Regions from separate parts of the Mus musculus genome. Here region 1 is linked to region 2. A link is a contact called in public HiChIP or PLAC-seq data. All regions are on one chromosome and are shown on one strand. The core of a region is the stretch at or near the end of the contact, and the rest is flanking DNA. Distances in the headings are between cores, read along the strand shown. Region 1 holds the start of Olfm3 (olfactomedin 3). Region 2 holds the start of Rnpc3 (RNA-binding region (RNP1, RRM) containing 3).

What was found. HiChIP or PLAC-seq counts read pairs in DNA pulled down with a chosen protein or histone mark.
Region 1: an H3K4me3 HiChIP or PLAC-seq map of stem cell-derived neural progenitor cells shows a contact between it and region 2, with 4 times the contacts expected there. The contact joins the promoter of Olfm3 here to the promoter of Rnpc3 in region 2. A contact is called at or near these places in 6 of 39 promoter capture datasets (cranial neural crest, embryonic stem cells, frontonasal cranial neural crest and 3 more) and 6 of 115 datasets of contacts at active chromatin or transcription factors (astrocytes, differentiating embryonic stem cells, embryonic stem cells and 2 more).

Annotation. Positions count from the first base shown.
Region 1 is chr3:115,078,631-115,083,190 of GRCm38.p6, forward strand. Olfm3 (olfactomedin 3) reads left to right here and starts at 2,335. Exons shown (of 6, transcript NM_153157.3): 1 at 2,335-2,555. The coding sequence starts at 2,427.
Region 2 is chr3:113,626,668-113,631,670 of GRCm38.p6, forward strand. Rnpc3 (RNA-binding region (RNP1, RRM) containing 3) reads right to left here and starts at 3,482. Exons shown (of 15, transcript NM_001038696.1): 1 at 3,196-3,482; 2 at 1,678-1,725. The coding sequence starts at 3,387. It also overlaps the pseudogene Gm17954.

The DNA of each region.
Region 1 (4,560 bases), core at 1,085-3,584, 1.5 Mb after region 2:
CTAACTACTTATTCCATTACCACTCACATTGTGTTGTGGTAATTCTTAAAAACACAGGTTGCCACAATAGTCAAATGCTCAGGAGCAATGCACATGCACACACAATCCCAGCCTCCATCTGGAAAGTAGAACTCAACTTTTAAAATGCAAATAACTTTAATAGGTTATGAGAGTACTATAAACCATTTAGGTCTTTGCAAATTGAAGTTATTTTTATTTCTTACAACTAATAATCATTATAATTTGAGCTTTTCTACTTCAATGTGGCACTTAAAGCTCCTGTAATAACAACACATTTTAGCTTTTATGCTCTTCATAAACATGAGTGAATCATACACTTGGACTATTGTTCTTTCTCAGTATGCTGGATGACTTATTTGCATCTCTGAGAAATGGAAAGCAGTGCTTTCCATTTGTGCTCCTCTTCCTATTTTTCCCTTTCTTAGTAATTTGCGAATAAGAGTCCCATTCTTCTCTGCCGTTCAATCCCATATTCTTGTGAAGATGCTATTATTTTGTTGGTGATTAGTTCATTAATAAGTACAATTACCATCTGCCACATTGCTTTTTAAATTATCCCATAATTGCATGTATATTAATTTTCAATTGCGGATATTAAACTTCTCTAAAGATCCCCTCTCCCTTTATTAAAACTGGTTGAGTTCCAGGTGTATTTTCAAACATTTAGATTTCCGAAGCTCCTTTTTTATTCTTGCAGTGTAACCTTGTAACACTAATGTAAAATTCCTCATTCTTTCCCCTGGCTGCTCCTTGCTACTCTGCACATAGACTAATGCACTTAATGCTTATTGATCTCTCAAATGGCATGGTTTTTGAACAACAAAAAGAAATAATATCCTGTTTTTCTGGGCATGACTTTTAAAGCATAAAGACCAAAGGAACTTATTTGGATATATTTTAAAGAGAAGTGAATATATCTGAGATTCCAAGCTAGTAGAAGCAAGGAATATTTGAAGGCTCTTAACAAGCACCCCACTTTAAATTTCCTTGAGAATAAAGCATACCCACTGTACATCAGTATCTTCTTCAACTTTAGTAAATATTTTATTTGTCCTGATAACACTGTTAAGTATGTGTGTGTGACTGAAAAATCTTAGATACAAACAATAAAATTATCCCAAGGTATAACAATGATGCTTGTCTTTCTTGTGTCCCAATTTTTTCCACTTTGTCTTAATTCACCCACATTTCCCTTGATACATTTTGCTACATTTTTCTTATATATAAGGCTTTTATATATATATATATATATATATATATATATATATATATATATATATATATATATATCAATAAAAAGAACGACAAAAGGCAAACAAAACAGTGGCTTCTGATTTGTTTCACCGGGAACCTGAAATTTAGATGTAGATCCTTTGTCATATCTATAGAAAGAAGAAAATGACATTTCAAGTATAATCTGAAGTTTAGAACTGTTAAGAAGCCTCAGCCTGAAACCTACCCCATGAGTTTTATAGGAAAATACTAACAAATCAAGAAAGATTATGTCATCAACCAGATACACAGTTGGCAAGAAGGAATCAAGAATCAGATCCCCACCGTTCGTGCACTCATTTTTAATAGATCACACATTCTTACAGGTTGCAGTTTTCCATACCAGTGTGCAAATCTTCACAAAGTGAAAATAGAAATAACCAGGTCTGATGTAGGACTGAGAACCTCCAAAGGAGAATGGAGAACTTTCGTTTTCCAAGGCAAAACTAGAAACTAAGAATTTCTGCAACAGAAGTTTCTCTTCAAGGCCAGCTCTTCTGTCTGTTCCGTTGTAAGGTGCCTAGAGGCGACATTCACACAAGCAGTAGCTGCTAATCTTTGGCTGTGGTTTTAAAGTGATGACACCAATTTTAAACTGCTGTTTGAACAACTGATCCCCTGTTCATACTTCATGATCATCTCAGAAATTATTAACAGACTGTTTTCACGCTCTTCAGAAGGCACTCTAGACTTGCCCAGAGAAATCTGTACAAATTAAGTTTGGCATTTGGAATTTGCACTTTGGCCGCTCCTCATTTGGAGGCTTTTGACTTTGCTGTGAACGATAAAGAGAAACTGATTGTACACAAAACCCAGAAGAGGCAGACTCTGTTCCTGGCTACAGTGCTCTGGGGCTAGAAAACCTCCCCATCCCTGTCACTCCAACCTTGCACCAAACCCTAGCAAGAATATGCTGTTTGTCTAGCAAAGTGTCCTAGAAGAGAGGGAAAGCAGGGCAAGGCCCTTGCAATGAGGGTGGGGGAAGGAGGTTCCCAGATCTGCCTGGTGATTAGAGCAGGGCTTTTGGTCTCTTTTCATGCTGTAGATGTGGCTTGCTGCAGTCACGCCTCCCGCTGCCAGCCGGGCTCCGGGATCCTAATCAGTCACTATGAAAACTCATTAGCTCCACAGCAATGAGTGCTCCACTGCTGAAACTGGGCGCTGTGCTCAGTACCATGGCAATGATCTCAAACTGGATGTCCCAAACTCTCCCATCCCTGGTAGGACTGAACACCACAAGGCTGTCGGCGCCAGATACCCTAGTAAGTCACTCTGGTGGGTTTGGCCATCTTGTATTTAAAACAGTGGGTGTCGTAAATGAGAGATTGCTGCTCTCTTTATGGGTGAACTTCAAAGATAGAGTATCTGTGTGATAACTTTACTCATGGATATTTATGAACACTTTAAAGTTACACCAAAAAAAAAAAAAAAAAAAAAAGTGGGAGGGGGACTGGTGGAGAATTGTCTCTAAAAAGGAAGGTTGGTCTCATTAAATTCTTAAGAATGATGTTTTAGGTAAATTAACTTGAGCTCTGAAAGGATCTTTTTATTATGCTTTGTTTCTATTATATTTCATGCAATGCGTGCAACCTTTGTAATTTCCTACAGGATAGACTATAGCTAGGATTCTCCCTAATCTGTTTTTGTCACAGCAGGTTCTTCCTTTGGAATGCAATGCCTATGGCTGTGTGTAATTAATTCCATCAGAGAAGCCAACATCTTTTTAAAGCATAAGTGAATTATAAAACGAGCTCTTCATCCACATGAAGTTAATGAGTCTTAATTCATCCACACTCAAGTATTTCAAGAAAAATATAAATTAGTAGTTTCTCAAATGAAAATGGAAAATTTGAAATAAAAGACATATTCTAAAAAATGTTCTACTATCAAATAAACATTCACAAAGAACATAATATTTGAAGTTTTTACCTTGTAAATTACTCTAGTGGAAGATGCAAAGAAAAGAACTTCTCCATTTTAGTAGTCGTTTGCAGTTTCTATTAATAGCATATCAATCAATGTCCAGTTAACTATGTAGTCCGATTGAATTAATTACATAATTTGACAGTTTCTCACAGTTTATAGGCACCAGCAGAGAGCATGGGACGCAGATTTGACCTGCCTTCTGCACGTTACCTTCCTAAGGTCCTTAATGGTACCTTAATGACTCCTCTGTGGAGAGTTTCTTCATAGCTTGCATGGCCAGGCCTGGTAGCAGAGCTGTCAAGGAGACCTGCAGCCATGCAGACAGCATGATATCTCATTAATGCACATTTATACAACAAACAATCTGAGGTGCTTAATACTTACTGAGTCAACTTTTTCCAAGGTCCAATTACTTGGTTTTAAAAACAGTTGTAGAATTAATACTTTCAGAAAGACGATTCTTAACTAGTGATAGATTATCTGTCAAATTTTGCATATTAAGTATGGGATGTATACTCGTTTGAATAGGTATGTATACAGGCATCAATGTATGCTTTCTACTGCTATGGAATAAAGAGCACCAAATTTTCAGGAACCATCTGTTTCTCTTTCAGGACTTTAACTTTTTTTTTCAAATTCGAAGTGAAAGCTATATGGTTGATAATCAATCCAATTATGAAGCATTTCTATAGGTGTGTATACATCCCAACACAACAGTTCTTACTTTATTTGGCCCTCCTTGGCAAATAAACACAAATTTAGAAAACTGTAAAAAGTTCTGAAGGTCACATTATGGTTCCTGATCAAACATCAGTGAATGGTATTCTGATATTTTCTGAAATGAAGAAAGATTAAGTATCAAACCTTTTATTTTTCTTATTGGGTTCTTCAAAGATAACTAGAGTCTTTTACCTAATTATTCAAGATTATTGCCCATGGCTTAGAATCTTTATGATGAAGAATAATAACCGGAGCATCTTTAGAGAAACAGAAATTGTTGATGCTGCAACAATTATATCAGACCTTAGAAATGGTTTGGTCTGCGCATGTTCACACTATCATTTATTTATTCAATTGTTTACTTAATTGTAAACTTGTGTTTAAATTTTAATCTTAGATGATAAGTGAAGAATTTTTTTCAATTAAAATTTTAGAGGAAATGCAATTTGTGCAACAGGTTATAGGTGACATAACTAAGAGGAGGAAAGATGTACAGAGCATCTGCCATCTGCTTCCTTCCCACATAGTCTAACCCTTGCCCCAGGCAAAATATTCAACAGAAACCTTGAGCTCTGGGGTTTAATTTGAGTTCTGATTGAGATAATCAAATATCCACACTGT
Region 2 (5,003 bases), core at 2,232-4,731:
TCTCATGGAGGCACTTCCTCAAGGGAGGCTCCTTTCTCTGTGATAACTCCAGCTTGTGTCAAGTTGTCACACAAACCCAGCCAGTCCAACATTAATAGTTTCAACGTTTAGCCCTGATTAACCCTGAGTAGTACGAGTATGCTCACTTTTCAGCATGTTTCATCACAAAATCTCTAACCTATTTTTTGCACCAAGATAACATGTTTTTCGGCCAGGCGTGGTGGCACACACCTTTAATCCCAGCACTTGGGAGGCAGAGGCAGGGGGATTTCTGAGTTTGAGGCCAGCCTGGTCTACAGAGTGAGTTCTAGGACAGCCAGGGCTACACAGAGAAACCCTGTCTCGAGAGACAAAACAAAACAAAACATGTTTTTCACTTTTGCAATTCCTTTTTCTTTCTTTCTTTTTTAATAAGACAAATTTTCTCTTGGCTAATCTTCCTTTGGCCCACCATAGTCATTTACATACTAAGAGTAACTTTCTTAACTTTGCTCAGTTCTAGAAAATATCTTAAAATGTTTACTGTTTCCACAGAAGGACACCTCAAAGTTAACAGGTAACATAGGACATCATTACATGCCTGTGCAAAGACCCTCATATTCCTTTGTCAGAGAAGCTAAACAGCCCAGAACTCTGAACTAGAAATGGAAAGACAGCTTAGCTGGTAAAGGTGCTTGCTGCCAAGACTGAGACATAGACTGTGGAAGGAGGAACCAATTATTATCCTCTGACCTCCACATGTGTACTAGTGGCAAAAAAGACATTTTTTTTTTTTAAAAGAAAAATACTTAGGATCCTGAAGTACTTTTTGTTCTCAAATCTTGTATTACTAAGACCTACAAACTATACTCTTGTAGTACTGGGATTGGATATAGAACCTTGTGCATTCTATGCAATACTCTACTAAATAATTTCTGTAAAATAAGACTCAAACCTTTTCCTCCAAAGCATACATGTACTTCTCTCCCTTTGTTTTCTTATTGCCCTTTTCAGATACCTATTGCTTCTGCCTCAGCTTCCCATGTAGTCTATCTGTAATTTTTCTCTACATCAAATCTAATATATAAATATAAACCCTACCAGACAAAATTTTCATCAGTCTAAGCCTATTTTTAGCCTTCTCAGTAGTATCAAGTTCTTTTAGGACACCTACTAAATAAAATTTAATACTTCTCTTCCACTTAAATACAATCTCACATTTTTAGTTCTACCACTGATGTTAGCTCCTGACAGACTTCTCACATTTCATGGCCAATTCCATTGTTTCTTAAACCTGAAAAACCCATTTCTTCTTGTTTTCATGTCAAAATTCAATGAATCAGAGGCCTAGTTCAAAAGGGATAGCTTTTACAAATGATTCCTTGGGTTTATACCTTTTAATACTTGTAAAGTTTTTGAACCATAAACACTAGATATGTTTATCTAATATGCTTTATAATTTTTTTTAAATTATACTAGAATCCTTCTCTTACTTAATAATCTACGGTTCTCAAGTCTCAGTATCTAAGCACTGGAGAAGCTCTGATATCTGTCAAGCCAATTGTGACCTTTTGGGAAAACTCTTGGGACACAAATGATTTTGCTTTTAAAAAGGACAGTTTATTATTACTTGTCACTTTTGTCCTAAGATTGGATAAGAAATCTCTGAAAACTTTAACAATAAAGAAAAAGACATACCTTTATTGCTGCTTTTTCATTAGGGAAAGTAGCAAATGCTGTGTGTTTCTGAAATAAAATTAAGGCACATATTATTTCCAGTGTTTCAAAAGTCTAATAAAAAGTAACATTTTAAAAACATGCAATATATTAATGAAAGTATCGGAAAGGATGGAAATTTTAGACTATTTAACTGATCACTAGTTTCAGTCTAGAGGTTCCGAATCTTCTAGGGTCAGACTTCTTGGACTTGCACGCTCTTCAGCTTTGCCTCTCAACATAAATGAATAAGGACAAACACAATATATTTTATAATAGCAAAGAGTTCAACAGACCACAATTTTTAAAAAAACTCTCTACTCCTGGGGACCAGAGAGATGGGACAGTGGTAAAAGTCAGTAGGGCTCTTACCAAGGGCATCATTGGGAAGATGTCCCAATGTCCATGTTCAGCAACTTCATAACCACCTGTACTCCTACAAACCCCCAAAATATACACAAATGTACAACATAATTAAAAGTATAATAAATCTTAAAGCATCTCCTCTTTCCAAAAAAGATCACTCTTAAAACATTTAGGGCTGGTGAGATGGCTCAGCGGGTGAGAGAACTGACTGCTCTTCCAGAGGTCCTGAGTTCAAATCCCAGCAACCACAAGTTGGCTCACAACCACCCATAATGAGATCTGAAGATAGCCACACTGTACTTACATATAATAAATAAATAAAACCTTAAAAAAAAAAAAAACCCTCAGCATAGCCTTTCTAGACTGTGAGTTTCATGTCCACACAAAAGTGATGCATGGAGAAGCTTGATTCATTATTAAAATGAAAAATTTATACATATGGAATACCCTTTTTCATCTCACTCAAAAGTCTTTTCAGTCTATACAAGATAAAATTTAAAATCATTTACTAACAGTGAAATCACCCCTCAAGGTGCATTGTCTCTTTTTGCTTTGTTTCTATAATTTCAGTAATAAGTCTAATTTTCTCATTTGAATTCTATTTTGAATACCATCCTGAAAAAGGTGAACAAATTATATTACTGGTAAGTTTGAGTTGTTTATTAGAACTCTGAATTTGTCCAATCTGATTCAAGGAGAGCCTACTGTATTTAGATTGAATTAAGGGATATTTGTATTTGCATTTTGTTAATCTATTAAGTCTATTACACTCAAATTTTTGCTATTATGTATATCCTGCTCTACAACCCAGGATTTAAAAGCAATTTTTTAAAATAAAAATACAAAACCAAAAACCTTGCATACGACTATGAGAATCTAACAGAAACAGTATTTTCAAGTCTAGGCTAGTTTTGAATTCGACCGGGCGGGTGCGCTCGCCGGTAGAAACCTCTACACAGTCCCTGCGTGGCTCAGCCTTAATCTAACTGGCTCAAGGTTCAATTCCATGCTCGCCTCTCTGGTAGGCAAGCTGCGCAGGCGCAGACCGCGAGCCTAGTCCTGTTTCTCCCGGTCCTAGCGGCCCGGCTCCGCCCCGCCCCGCCCCGCCCCGCCCCGCCCGCTGCGCACGCTTACCAGGCGCCCCTTATCTGACAGGACGCGCACCGACTGCGCCCCGAAGTACTTCAGTAAGTCCTCCTTCTCCTCAGCCGTCAGCTCGGCCGGCAGGTGCCTGACGAGGAGGGTGCGGTCTCCCCGGGGCGGAGAAAGCGAAGCGGAGCCTGGGCCGCCTCGGGACAGCGGCATCGGCGGCTCAGGCCCCGCCATCTAGCTTCCCTGCAGAAGCGGCCAGAGACGGAACCTCCGCGCAAGCTTCCGGCCGAACTCCCGCAGTCACCGAGGCTGAGCGGAAGATAGTTTCCGCTTCGCGCTAAGGATTCTGGACGCAGGGAAATCCCGCGAGAGGAGAACTCCTCGCGAGAATGGCCTCCGGGAGAGTCGCTCTTCTCTTTTCGGGACTGTTGCGGGGGAGAGCGCCTAGGAGTCGTGCTTTAAGTTTAATGAGAGGTTGTAATAAAATAAAGACTGAAAGAGACGCCACTGTTAGAAGGACAGCAATCTCATCGAAGAACGTCAGTCATGCAAAAGAAAAATACTGTAATCCCAGGGATCAAGTACTGAAGGAACCGTGCAAGGGCTGTTGCTCCCTGGGCTCTTAATCCAGATTTTTCAGAAAGTGAATCTGGCTGGTGAATGGAGAACGCTCGGGAAATGTCAAGTGTGTTCCTAGCATTTAGGACTGGTGAAACACAAGTCTCCAGCCTCAGATTCAACAGTGCAGGCGAGAGAGCACGCCGTTATCAGTCGGCAAATACAGGCTGAAAGTTCTCGCCACGGTTTGTTTATTAAACAAAATTGGCTTCTTCCATGAGTAAATACCTAAAAATGTGTTAGCGTACGTATTCATGGATGTAAGTTCTCTTCTCACCACCTCACGACTGAGAGTACTGACGTAGATTAAGACTCATTGCTAACCAATAGGTGAGATCTGAGCCCTTGCACCCAAGTTGGAGTCTACACTGTTGTGACTAAGATTCGGCCCTGGTGGTCTAAAGTAATATCCCTTACAGATTAATCAAGATGTGTATGCTCACTCCGTAGTCCTAGGGTGTCTTTTACTTCTAATTTGCTTGATGGATATGAGCCAGTTAGTACACAGTACTTCAAAGATCCGCTTTGAGGAAGCATTGCATGGGGAGATAAATTACCAAAATATTGAGTGACTAGAGACAGATCTTGTGAACCTTAGAGGTTTGTTAGGAACCTTGCTCATGGGAACAGAAGCCGACAGACTTAAGAGTGTGTGGAAGGAATAGTTAAATTTTACGTTTAAAAATCTCTTTGATTTCACTATGAGTAATATAGCAGAAACCGGGCATGGTGGCACACACCTTTCATTCTAAGTTCCCAAGAGGCAGAGACAGATGCATCTCAAGTGATTTTGAGGCCAGCGTGGGTGACACTGAGTTCCAGGACAACCAGAGCTATGTAAAGACACAAAGGAAAGGAAGAAAGAAAAGAAAAAGTGGGGAGCACTCAGAGGAAATCTAGTTCCGTTTCACATCAAATTATTAGTTCACAAGTGTGAGGCTATAAAACAATATGCCTCCCCTCCACACACCAGTACAGTATTTATGGGAGCAAATATCTATCATAAGCTCTTAAGAAAGTGCATCAGTTTTTGTGCCTTGGTCAATAAGTTTATTGTCTTTATTTAAAAAAAAAAAAGCTTAATAGAAACTTGCTTTAGCTCTCAGCAGCTCATTTCTGAGCTGTGAGGAAGTGTGCCCTTCTTCTGAGCAACCCAATATTTCTTCTGCAACATTTTGACCCATGATGTGCTTCTGATGTACATCTGCATTGAAATCCTTGCTTTCAAAATA